Linked DNA regions of Arachis hypogaea: region 2 is linked to region 1. A link is a contact called in public Hi-C data. All regions are on one chromosome and are shown on one strand. Each heading gives the region's core, a stretch centred on a gene start, on an enhancer-like site or on the middle of the called end of the contact. The rest is flanking DNA. Distances are from core to core; before and after follow the strand shown.

What was found. Hi-C and Micro-C count contacts between places; a contact is called where the count stands out from the background.
Region 2: a contact with region 1 is called in a Hi-C map of an unstated tissue, with 3 times the contacts expected there. The contact joins the promoter of LOC112796651 here to the promoter of LOC112796650 in region 1. A contact is called at or near these places in 5 of 8 Hi-C or Micro-C datasets (leaf and an unstated tissue).

Annotation. Positions count from the first base shown.
Region 1 is chr4:33,988,462-33,994,291 of arahy.Tifrunner.gnm2.J5K5, forward strand. LOC112796650 (LOB domain-containing protein 4) reads right to left here and starts at 4,493. Exons shown (of 3, transcript XM_029297844.2): 1 at 4,169-4,493; 2 at 3,878-3,937; 3 at 33-1,150. The coding sequence starts at 4,345. The coding sequence ends at 833.
Region 2 is chr4:34,242,842-34,248,524 of arahy.Tifrunner.gnm2.J5K5, forward strand. LOC112796651 (protein ROOT HAIR DEFECTIVE 3 homolog 2) reads right to left here and starts at 2,833. Exons shown (of 22, transcript XM_025839210.3): 1 at 2,450-2,833; 2 at 2,299-2,365; 3 at 2,104-2,206; 4 at 1,879-1,949; 5 at 1,595-1,658; 6 at 1,451-1,516; 7 at 1,117-1,164; 8 at 946-1,008; 9 at 804-860; 10 at 433-591; 11 at 131-199; 12 at 1-52. The coding sequence starts at 2,603. It overlaps LOC112794273 (polygalacturonase-like), which reads right to left. Exons shown (of 4, transcript XM_025836365.3): 2 at 5,533-5,683; 3 at 5,205-5,433; 4 at 4,652-5,131. The coding sequence ends at 4,913.

The sequences.
Region 1 (5,830 bases), core at 3,243-5,742:
ATTCCATTGAAAGGATGCTTTCTGTGAAAGTTTCATAAAATACTTTTAACTAAAAATTAATAGCCAACTTGGAATTTTTCATATTGTAGTATATGGCAATACTAAACATTACAAAGAAGCAAGCACTACTTATGAAAACCTAAGTAATGCCAATAAGTTCATCTTCCATATATTTAACTACAAAAGACCAAATCATAACAATACTTAAGAACAACATAGAGAGCTCCATTACAACACCTTTTGCCATAATCAAAGAAATAAGTCCACAATCCAACCATAAGCGCAGCTTCCCTTCATGTGATAGTAATTACTAATAAGCCACATATTTACACCAAAATGCCAATGAAAACCCTATTTTTGCAAACCAAAAGTAATCAAGCGGGCGAAAGATCTCCACCGCAGCTCCTTCAATCACCACCAATGCTTCTAGAGTTCGATTCTTCTACCCTACTAAAGTTAACAAGGCACTACTTTAAAAAAGAAAATAATGCCTTGTTTTCTTCTCTTTTTGTATTTTTTTCTAGTAACTAATATATTTTCCTAGTCTAAAGAAACCGATATAATTATTAAGTTTTCAATCTTATAAAGATTTGTTACTTTGAGTTTTAATTTTTGTAAGATTCTTTATCTGATTTTAGTGTTGTCATAGTTTATCTTCGTCAATTGCTGACATTGTAAGATAAGTTAAAACATTTAACTTTATCATATCAGCATTTAACCAAAGCAAACTACAACTAAAATCAAATATTTCTTACAAAAATCAAGAACTAAAATCACAAATTTTAGAGAAGTTGAAAACTTATTTGACTTTGTTGTACTTATATATATAATATCATGACCACATAGAATCTGCATAAGAGGTATGGTCAAGGCCCATGTCGATGTCAAAAATGGGCTTGGAGGATGGGGAGGCACTATTGGTTGGGCTATGGGGTTGGGTCCAGTAAGAGCAGGATGCAGTCTGGGTCTGGCGCACCCTGAGATGCACAGCCTCAGCCTGAGCCACAGCCAATTGGATTTGCAACGCATCAATTTGTTGTTGAAGAGAAGAGATGGCTCCCACACAGCCATAAACAGGGTCCCTCACTCTTGCATTTGCCTCATACACCATGCTGCTCACTGCATCTCCTCTCTGATGCTCTGGTAGCTCCTGCAAAAATCTTCTTATTATTAAATTTTCACGCATTAAACTTTGTATGTTGCCAAATGTTTGTGTTACTTCTTCTAAATTTCTTGAGAGATTTATAATTTATAATATTTTTTTTACACTTAAAAATAATTATTTGAAAAATGAACATTTGTACATAAGTGATATATTAAATCGAATATATTAGAATTAAAATTTAACAGGATTAATTCAATTCTAAAAGTTAGTTCAAGGAATGAGAAATGTCTCATGCTTAAAAATTATCTAAAAATTATAATCTTAAAAAATATAAGACTTATGATATAAAGCTAGCGCTTAAAAAATTTGAGTCAGTCAAGTCTAAATATATGATAACCTACATAAACAACGTGTTCTATATTAGAACAGCATAATAAAATTAAACTCCTTAACTACATTACATCAACTTAATGCGTGTTCACATATCTTTCGTTAACCAAAAGCTAAGGACTTTGACAAAGAAATAAGCAATTCATTTTTTTTGCTTCATTAGAAAAATGGGCACCAAGCAGACAGCTTCACGTGGCGCAGAAGCAGAATTTGTTAGCTTCAAACTTCCCTTTTTTTTTTAAGAAAAAATATAGACAATGAAAATATTAAACAATGTGAACAATAGATATACTTGATGTTCATTTCATTAGATGTATGGATAGTTATTCTAATATTAAAATTTAAATAGATAATTTAAAAATATAGTATATTTTGATTTGATTGATAATTATTCATATTCAAAAAAATTATTGATTACTTAACATAACTTTTTTTCAAATATTGTTAGAAAGTGAAGATATTGTTCTCAAAATCGCGTTGCTTGTTAACACTTGGTGATTGACATTGAATCTGGATGCCAAAATCACGTTAAGGGACTCTAATTGGGTCACCCCAACCGGCAACCATATGATAGGAAATTAAACAAACTTCAAATAAATTTTTGGAATACGAAGATGTTTGATAATAAAAAAAATAATAAAATATAATCAAAATTTATTTAATATAAAAATTAGATAAAATAAATTTTGACAATTTTTTTTGTATTTCTAATATTATTTTTTTAAATAAATGTCATTTTGATCATTTCTAACAATTCAAATAATTATTTAAGTGGCTCATATAAATAGTAAATTGTTATTGCGGTTTATGATCACTTAATCCAGTGACCATTTAAATTAATTACTTAAATAATCAAAAATCAATTAAAGGTTTTTAAATTAAAGAGAAGCGTGTTGTCGTTTGAACAAAAATAAACGATAAAAACTGAAAAGGACATTTACGCTAAATATTTCAAATATACAATAATTAAACAAAGATAAGCACAAACCTTGTCAAAGTATTGGTTCTCTCTCTTTTCTTTCTTTTTTTTTTTTAATTCTTTGTAATTATATATTTTATACGAACCACATGGCAGACCAAAAGATGTGGGACAAATAGATAAGGACGTACCTTGAGATTTCAATGCGCCGAACGCCTAATTTTCTTTGGCTTTTCTAATATTTCAAGTGCTACTAAAAAAGAAAAAAGTCATATATATGGTATGTGGTTTTGGCTAACTCCGAAATATTTTTTTACCATTAACTCAAAAAAGTCAAAATCCTAGCTAACGCTAAAGAAAAAATAATAATTAATATATTTTTTATATTTTCTTTCATATATTTTTATAATATAAAAAATAAATATTTTATTTTCTTTCAATTTTTTTATCAAAAGAAAAAAAATAAAAAAAAATATTCACAAATATAATATATAAAACATTATTAAAAAAGATAAAGACATGTTCTACTTTAGACTTTATTATCGTAAAATAAAATGGATGTTACTCAGAATAAATTTATATTCCATTTAATACTAACAAAGTAACAAACTTAAAACAAGTATGTAAAATAACATACACAAATATTTTTTTATTGAATCCACACGGTTAAAATATTTTTTTTAAAGATATTTTTAATAATTAAAATTTAATATATATAATCGATTAAATCATGTTATTTTTGTTAAAATTAGATTAGACAAATCAATTGACCGAAAAACTGACAAACCAAATTTTAAACCAATTTAAATTAATATTTTTTATAAAAACTGACTACAATACTTTTATTATAAAAATTAGCTAAAATATTCTTATATATATATTTTTTAAAAGTTCTAAATTCTACTAAATCCTAACCTATGACGACATAAAGAGAAGAAAATGATTAGAATTTAAAATTTTTTAAAAATATGTAATAAAAATATTTTAGTCATTTTTTATAATAAAAATATTTTAGTCATTTTTTTATAAAAATAAATTAATTTAGACCGATTCAAAATTTAATTTACTGATTTTTTTAGCTAAAACGATTTATCCCATCTATTTTTAATAAAAATAATCTAATTTAATCGATTATATGTATTAAATTTTAATTACTAAAAAATTTTTTTAAAAAAAATATTTTAAGCATCTTTATCTCACTTACTTCCTTTTTCATTTACCTGTCTTATTTGCTGTTCTTTATCCAAATAGGGTGAAGAAGTCTATTATTTTAAAAGCTTACTAACTTGTGTATTAAAAGTACATTTTAAGTATTACAAGAAAAATGCTTTATCAAAAAATATTAAAATATATATTTTTATTTTAATGTATTAAATATATTAAAAAAATTATATTATTACTCTTAAAATATATGAAAAAAGCATAAGTTAGTTAAATTCTGCGTTAGTCTATCTTCAACTTACATATAAGTCATTACTAGTGTTATAACGACGGATGCATATGAGTGATAATCTACCAATCCCCTGAATATATAAAACAAAATAAATACATAAAAATATTATTCAGTTCCTTTTTAAATTAAATTCTTTACAAATGCTATTGGCATATCATTTGTTGAAAAACTATATTATAATAAACACTAGTGAGTGATCCTACAACAATAATGTTCCTCAACAATAGTAAAAATTAAAAAAAAAAATCCATGGGGAAATAATTAATAATGGTTAAAGATGATGATGAATTGAAGAAGAAACCTGAAGCATCTTGTTGACATTGCTGGCACCAAAGACCTTATGCACATTTGCAAACTTGTGAGGCTCGTCGGCCGGGAAATACGGCGCAAAGACGCAATCCGCGGCGCACCTTCGGCGGAGAAGCTTGCATGCAGCACAAGGTGAGGCTGAACCCTGCTTCCTACCACCCTCTTTCATATCGAAACTATAAATGAAATAAGTTAATGAAGAAAAAGAAAAAGAAATAATGTATTGGGAGTCAAGAAAAGAAGGAGAATGAGAAAGAGACACAAATAAGAGAGGGCGTGTGGTAGTTGTAGGGACTAGTAGGGGTGAAGAATGCCCTTTCATTATATAACCAAAAGAAAGGCCAAAAGCTATAACTACATTACTACATCGACATTTATGTGGGTCCAATCATGTATTCATGTTTCCTTCTTTTATTTTTTAATTATTTTTTTTTTTTACATTCGACCGGTATTCTAAGATTGTTGGACTAATCTCTCAGGATTTGGATCTCCTAAAGTTTAAATTTTATTTTAGAGAATAAAGTGTAATTTTTTATCCTTAAATAATTTCTATTTCATATTTATTATTAGTCCCATCTATGAAATAAATGATGAAAAATCACACTTTACTCTTTAAAGTGAAATTCAAACTTTAAAGGATCCAAAATCTAATCTCTCTGGTTCCTTGATATATATATAATAACCTAAAGAAATTTTATAACTAACATATTATTTAAACTCTTAAATATTTTTTTACAATATTTTTTTCATTTGACAAATTAAAAATTAATTCGTTATAAATTATAATTACATTTAAGAATTTGTTATTAATCAATAATTTATTATATGTATAAGATGAAATTTAAATTAACGACATTTATTTAAGTAGACTAATAAGCTAATTACTAGACTAATCCAAATAATTTTTACCTTTTTTTTGTCAGATAGATTTAGCAGCCTCCAACTCTAGACATGACAATACAACACTACAATTCACTCACATTACACGTTCACACATACAGAGACACAGAGACTAAGATAGAAATATAGAGACACAAAATCATATTTAACATATAAAACACAGTGTATTTTATGAATTTTTAACGAGAAGAACATAAAGATACTAATAAAAAATACAATTTATTTTTTATTTTTTTATTATTCATATCAAAATTTTATAATTATATTTTTTATTATTATATTTTTCTTCTCAAATTTTTATATAAAAAAGGAGAGTAAATTAGACTTTTTATGTGTTCATAACACGCACGCAACAGAATAAAAGAAAGTAATTCTAAAAATCTATTTTGTACTTAAATTTTATTCTAATATGTTAGATATAAATACCCGAGTATGCTAGTAAAAACAAATTTTCTCTTTCGATGGTACAGAAAGCGCTATGCGTATCCACACCGAGACTAATATTTAGTGTCAACTCATTGACCAATTGATATCTGATCTGAATTGAAAAACCTCTTGCAAATCGTTACAAATCAACAAAATATTCTCCAAGAATTAGACTCACATATCTTTATGTATGTATAGATAAAGGAATAAAAATTCTTGTGTATTAGTGTATTTCTTCAACTCTTGTCTTACATATATATAGTATGAGATTTGTTATTGATTGTAAAACTGAATCATATCTTGTCTTATTTCAATTTGAAATCTTACG
Region 2 (5,683 bases), core at 1,583-4,082, 250 kb after region 1:
CAAAACCACGTACTGGACCTTGTTGAACAGCTTTCTCCAATGCCAACCAAACCTAAGCCAATTCATTGCATGATATTAGTTTTCAAGAACTTCTTATGCAACTTACAGTAGAGGGGAAACGGATGAGCACCTTATCAGAGCAGAAGCGGCTAAACTTTTCATCAGCTATCTCTTCACAACGCACGGTGGCAACCATCACCTTTTAAATAAAATGGTAATATTTAAAACCAATGCACAATGACATGACACCCCAAAAATTAGATTCATAAGGAAGTAACCTTGTCTTGAATGCGAGAAAATAAAGAGGTATCCACCTTTAGATCAATAAATGTGCTGTAGTCGTTATCTGTTAAATAATCTAGCAAGGGATACCTCTCAAATTTGCAAAAAGCCCATTTTATAATAGTTTTTCCAAATAGGATCATAAAAAACCTTATGAGCTGGAAGATCAAGATCCTTATTCTCTCGTATGACTTTCCATATATTCTGTGCACTAATAGAAAATCCAGAAGCTGGCACAGCACCACGCCGATCGCCAGCAAGACCTCCAGGTGATATAGAATGAAAGAAACGCTTCCGCAATTGAGCAACCTGTACGACAAAGGAAAGAACTCGTGGAAGAAGTCCAAATAGATTTCGGAATTTCAATATTTGCATTGACAGTTATAGGCCGAACAATGTCAAGAAGAACCCTTGACAATGTTTTGAAAAAAGTATCAATAAGAAACCATTCCAGCACAAGGTAAATGCAGTATGCCTTTACAAGCTACTAGAACCCATGAACTGTCCCATAAAAAAGGTACCTCTGTTATAAATTTATCCTCCTTGTCCTCATAGCTTGACAAAGCAGTAACCTCCACCTTCATTTCAAATGATTTATCATACATATGACAAATTTCAACAGTTAAAGTGACACAAGAGCTGGGGAAAAGAGAGTCTTCTTACATTAAAGAATTCACTAAGAGGAGTATTTTTATGAGCTTGTGGTTTTGGTACTGCATCCCAAATCTGTGGAATTGATATTGATGTCACAAGATAAATTAAAATGCCGCTGAAGAAAAAGAAGAACCATAGGAAAGAAAAATCTCAGAAACTTGGAAGAAATAAAATTATCACCTTTTGGATATCATCTCTTAGAATAGGCTCCAGATGCTCAAATGGGGTCTGCACAGATTGCCAGAAAAATTATCAACATCAAATAAAACAAAGAACTACGGGTACATTCTCATGCATCAAGGACTATATATCTAATAAACCGTTCATGCAAGAGACCACTACTCTACCTTGTGAAAAATTCAACTTTATTTAGAAGAATGGGAAGCAATTAATGATCCTAAGACTAATTGATCATAAAGGCTTGATCCCTTGTCAAGGACAAATAACTGTTAGGTTAAGGCTCGTGAATGGTTTCATATATGTAGCATCGAGAAAGGAAAATAGTATTATATACCTTTGTTTTATCACGAATGACAAAAAGTAATGTCGTCTTGCGCGGGCTGAATAAACGCATCATGGCCTACAGATAAAAGAAAAGACTAAATTGTATAAAACTAAATATCAGCTAGAGGAGACTTCTTCATGGCTGCAAAGTTACCTGAAAAACTGTTTTCAAAAGTGGTATGTTCGCAGCATGTTCCCGGCCTATATCATGACACCACCTGTGAATAAAAAGGAGTCTTCAACATTGAACAATAATTCAAAATGAATTCAAGTTTGTCTAGCCTCCAAATTTCCCATATTATTCCATGAAGTAAAGTTTTTTTTTTTTCACATACTCTTGAATCCAACTACTACTACTTTTAAGTTTTAACTCAAAAGGAAATGAGGAAAACAGGATTTGCAAAGATTGCTGTATGTACATTTCATGATCAAACTTACATGTTTATCAAAACGACGTCAGATATTGCCAAAGCAAAAAGAGCACTCTGTTTCTCAAAAGCGGTATCATCCTGTATGTTAGGTTTAAAACCACAGAAACAGGAGTGATGGAGTTGTGGCATGCATGATGAGCTCCAATACAAACATGTAAAAACAATTATTCAAAATCTCAATGATATACTGTGGTGATTAATAGGAAGATTCTGTTAAGATAGAATAGATTACCTCACCCCTCTCTCTTCCATCAGTACCCTCTAAATCCATAGCAATTGTGAATGGTTCAATCCCAACACATTTGGCTATCCAAATCCCCTTGGTCGTTTGAAATCTACAACAATACACGCGATATTCAAATTCAATTAAGAAACGTTATTTGTACTCATGTCTCTATTCAATAGCTTTGAGAGATAAACAACTAACCTTCCCTTAAATGCATCCATCTCTCTGAAATTTGTGTGGAAAAGATGATTGAGTAAGGTGCTCTTTCCTGCTCATGAGTCGAACAACGAATTAATGAATGAATGATGAAAGTTGAGAAAATGTGTGAATGAAAGAAGAGAAAGTAGATTACCGCTACTTTGAGGACCCATGACAGAAACGACAGCATAAGAAAGGGCACAGTGAGAGAAGTTAGTGCTGGTGATGAAGCTATGGAGGCCATCAACGTTGAAGTTACCTTTCTCATCGATGAGTTGAGTGCACCAACAATCATCTTCTTCCTTCATAGTGCGCTATACCAAACAGTAATCAAAATCAAATTCCAACTTGAGAAGAAGAAGAAGAAGAAGAAGAAGGAATGGAAGCAAATAAAAATTCTTCATTCTTTCCTTCCCCCTCTCTGTCTTAAGCTTGACGTGCTTTCTTTTTCTCTTTAACTGCCACGTCTACATCTTCAAGCTTTCGCTATTGAGTATTGACTACTCTCTTTTTTCTTTTTTGTTTTTACTTCCATTTTAGGAAACATTCAATTCTATCCTATGTCCTATAGATAAAAAATTTTAAAGTAATTAAAATCAAAATTTAAAATGAGAAAATAGAAATAAAATTAAAATTAACATCAAATAATAATTAAATTGATTAATTATTAACAATTTTTAAAATTCAAAACAAATAAGAATTGCAGTTATGTATACGGTAAAAACGATTTCATGTGAATTTCTTCTTCTTCAATCTTTTCCCTTCTCACCGGTAAAAGTTCTGACAGCAACATTAGTCGCTGCTGCCAGAGTATCGAACCGTGCCGCTATGCGACCCACCAACGTACGAGCAACACCGTCGCACATTTTGCATTACTCACTAGAAGTATCTCAACGCGCCGGCCGTGCAGTCCCCTCCTGCAACTGGTGTGTTTCACCGTCACTCCATTTTCATCTGCCATAAACAAGGAATAGAAAAGGCTGGCAGTATCATAAGTGAATCACTTCTCATAACCATATTAATGGAGACCAATAATAATTAGGATTAGTAATAAAACATTTCACTTTCTTTGTACAACAGTTTTTACAGAACAAAATTCGAAAAATCTATTTGAGTAGCTATATTATTTATAAATTCTATAACTTTAAATCTTCTCTGGATTCCAGAAAAACTTAATCTTTTTCATAATTTTTAATAATTAAAATAATCATCTGACTACTTAATAAAATGAACATCTAATATTTATTAATTATATATGTTTAAACTAATCATGTTCGTAAGAATTACAATAACTATTTGTCAATTTATTGAACTGAAGATCTATTAATGAACACATGAGAGAAAAGTATGGGTGAAGAAGGCATGGATGCGACAGTGAAACTGCAGGGTGTCACATTGTTAAAATTTGAAATTTAAAATTAAGAGATTTAAAATTTAAAATTTGATAGTTATTTTATCATATATTTTGGGAGATTTGGTAGTAAATAGAAAATGATTAAAATTTAAAAGTGAGAATAACAGTTTTTTGTTATTAGAGTTTAGGAAAGATATATATATTTTTTAATCTATGGTAGGTCAATAAATTAATCCATTATACATATTATTCAAATTTTTCATTGTCTCTCTAGGAGAGTTTATAAACCGAAACGACATGAATCCGAAAATACATAGAAAAAATAAAAAATGGTTAACACTTAAACTGTGGTGGATGCTGTGTGCATTATATATTGAGTTAATACGGAAATATGTAACTAAATTAAAGTCAAAAAATATATTATACAAAATATAAACAAAGTATATAAGCTAAATTCAAATATTTCATATTAATATAATTAATTAATATTAATATAAATTAAAGCAACTTTTATGCAATTACTAGACTTTTTATTAAATACAGTATATTACTTAAAAGGAAAATGCGCCAAAAGTCTTTTTAAAATTTACCCTCTCGGTAAATTTATTAAACTATCTAATTATCCACAATTATAATTGAGTTTTTCGTTTTTTTGTGAGTATAGAATCCAATTGTTAATCAAATATAATTCGTGTGAGACTAGGTCAGAAAGTATTAATACGCTTGCCATGTATTTTAATTGTATATTGCGGTGATTGCATTTCTATCTTTCTGTACCGCTTCCCAGCAGTGTCTCTACTTAATTTGAGTAGAAACAAATTTAAACATGAAAATAAGAAGAAATTCCATATAATAATAATATGTATACTGTATACTCTGCTTTTTCATTGATAAAATTATGCAAATATACTTGGGAAGAAATATAATCATGCTACAATTAAGCATATGATGCATATCTCCTTTCTACGGCCCATATCAATTTGTATGACCAGGCTCCGTTTATCCCAATGGGCTTCATACAAACGCCACGGGCCCATACAATGAACCGGGTTTTTGTACTAGAAGATGATGGGTATACCCAGTAAATAAAAAAAATGTATTATAGTAGTGATAAACTTTAAACTTAATTATATGCCACTCTAATCCTTTGAGTTTATGACTATGAGGACAATTAAATCGATAATAATAAGAATCTTAATAAGAATTTTCTGTTTTCCTCCGTAAAGTTCTTAGTGCATTCTTCCTGGCACATTTTACTTTAATTTATAAACAATTCTCTGGTTGAACTGAACCCAACGTGGTTCCAGCGGCATGGACGCAAGAAGCTTGAGCAACTTGGTTCTTGTAGGTGAGCTTCACATCTTCCAACTTTATGCCACTGCATGGGTTCTTTGGACTACAATCAAAATTCACAGCTACCTCTGTCGCTGATGTTCCATGAATATTTTTGTATGTGACATCACTGATCTTCACTCCAGAGGCCTATAAAAGAAAAACAAAATCAGACTTTTATCATAGCGTAGGCCCAAAAAAGAGTCTGGATTCTGGAACTAACCTGACCGGGGCAGCCCTCGTTGTCCGGGCAGTAATTCTGGTCAATGAGAATGGGATTTTGAGCGTTGACCATGATTGCGTCTTGGAAAATGACGTCTCTCACAAATCCTGTGCTGGGTCTACCCCAACTCTTTATTCGTACTCCGTTTTGAGTCCCGGTGAATGTAACCGTTTTAACCGTCACATTTTGTACACCAGCCTCCTTCAGTTCCTTTCCCAAGCTCCCAATGCTGTAATTAAATTCAATTCCATCAACATTAATTCATGGAATCATATATACATTATTATTCGTAGTTTCTTACTATTACTATTGTTCTAGCTATTATTACCTAATTCCATGGCCAGGACCACATGCTATGTTTTCAATCCACAAGTTTGTGGTGCCAGGGCCGATGGAGATGCAGTCGTCGCCGGTGCGGATCTTGGAGCTGAGGATAGTGACGTGGGAGGAGCCTTGGACGTGGATGCCGTCGGTGTTAG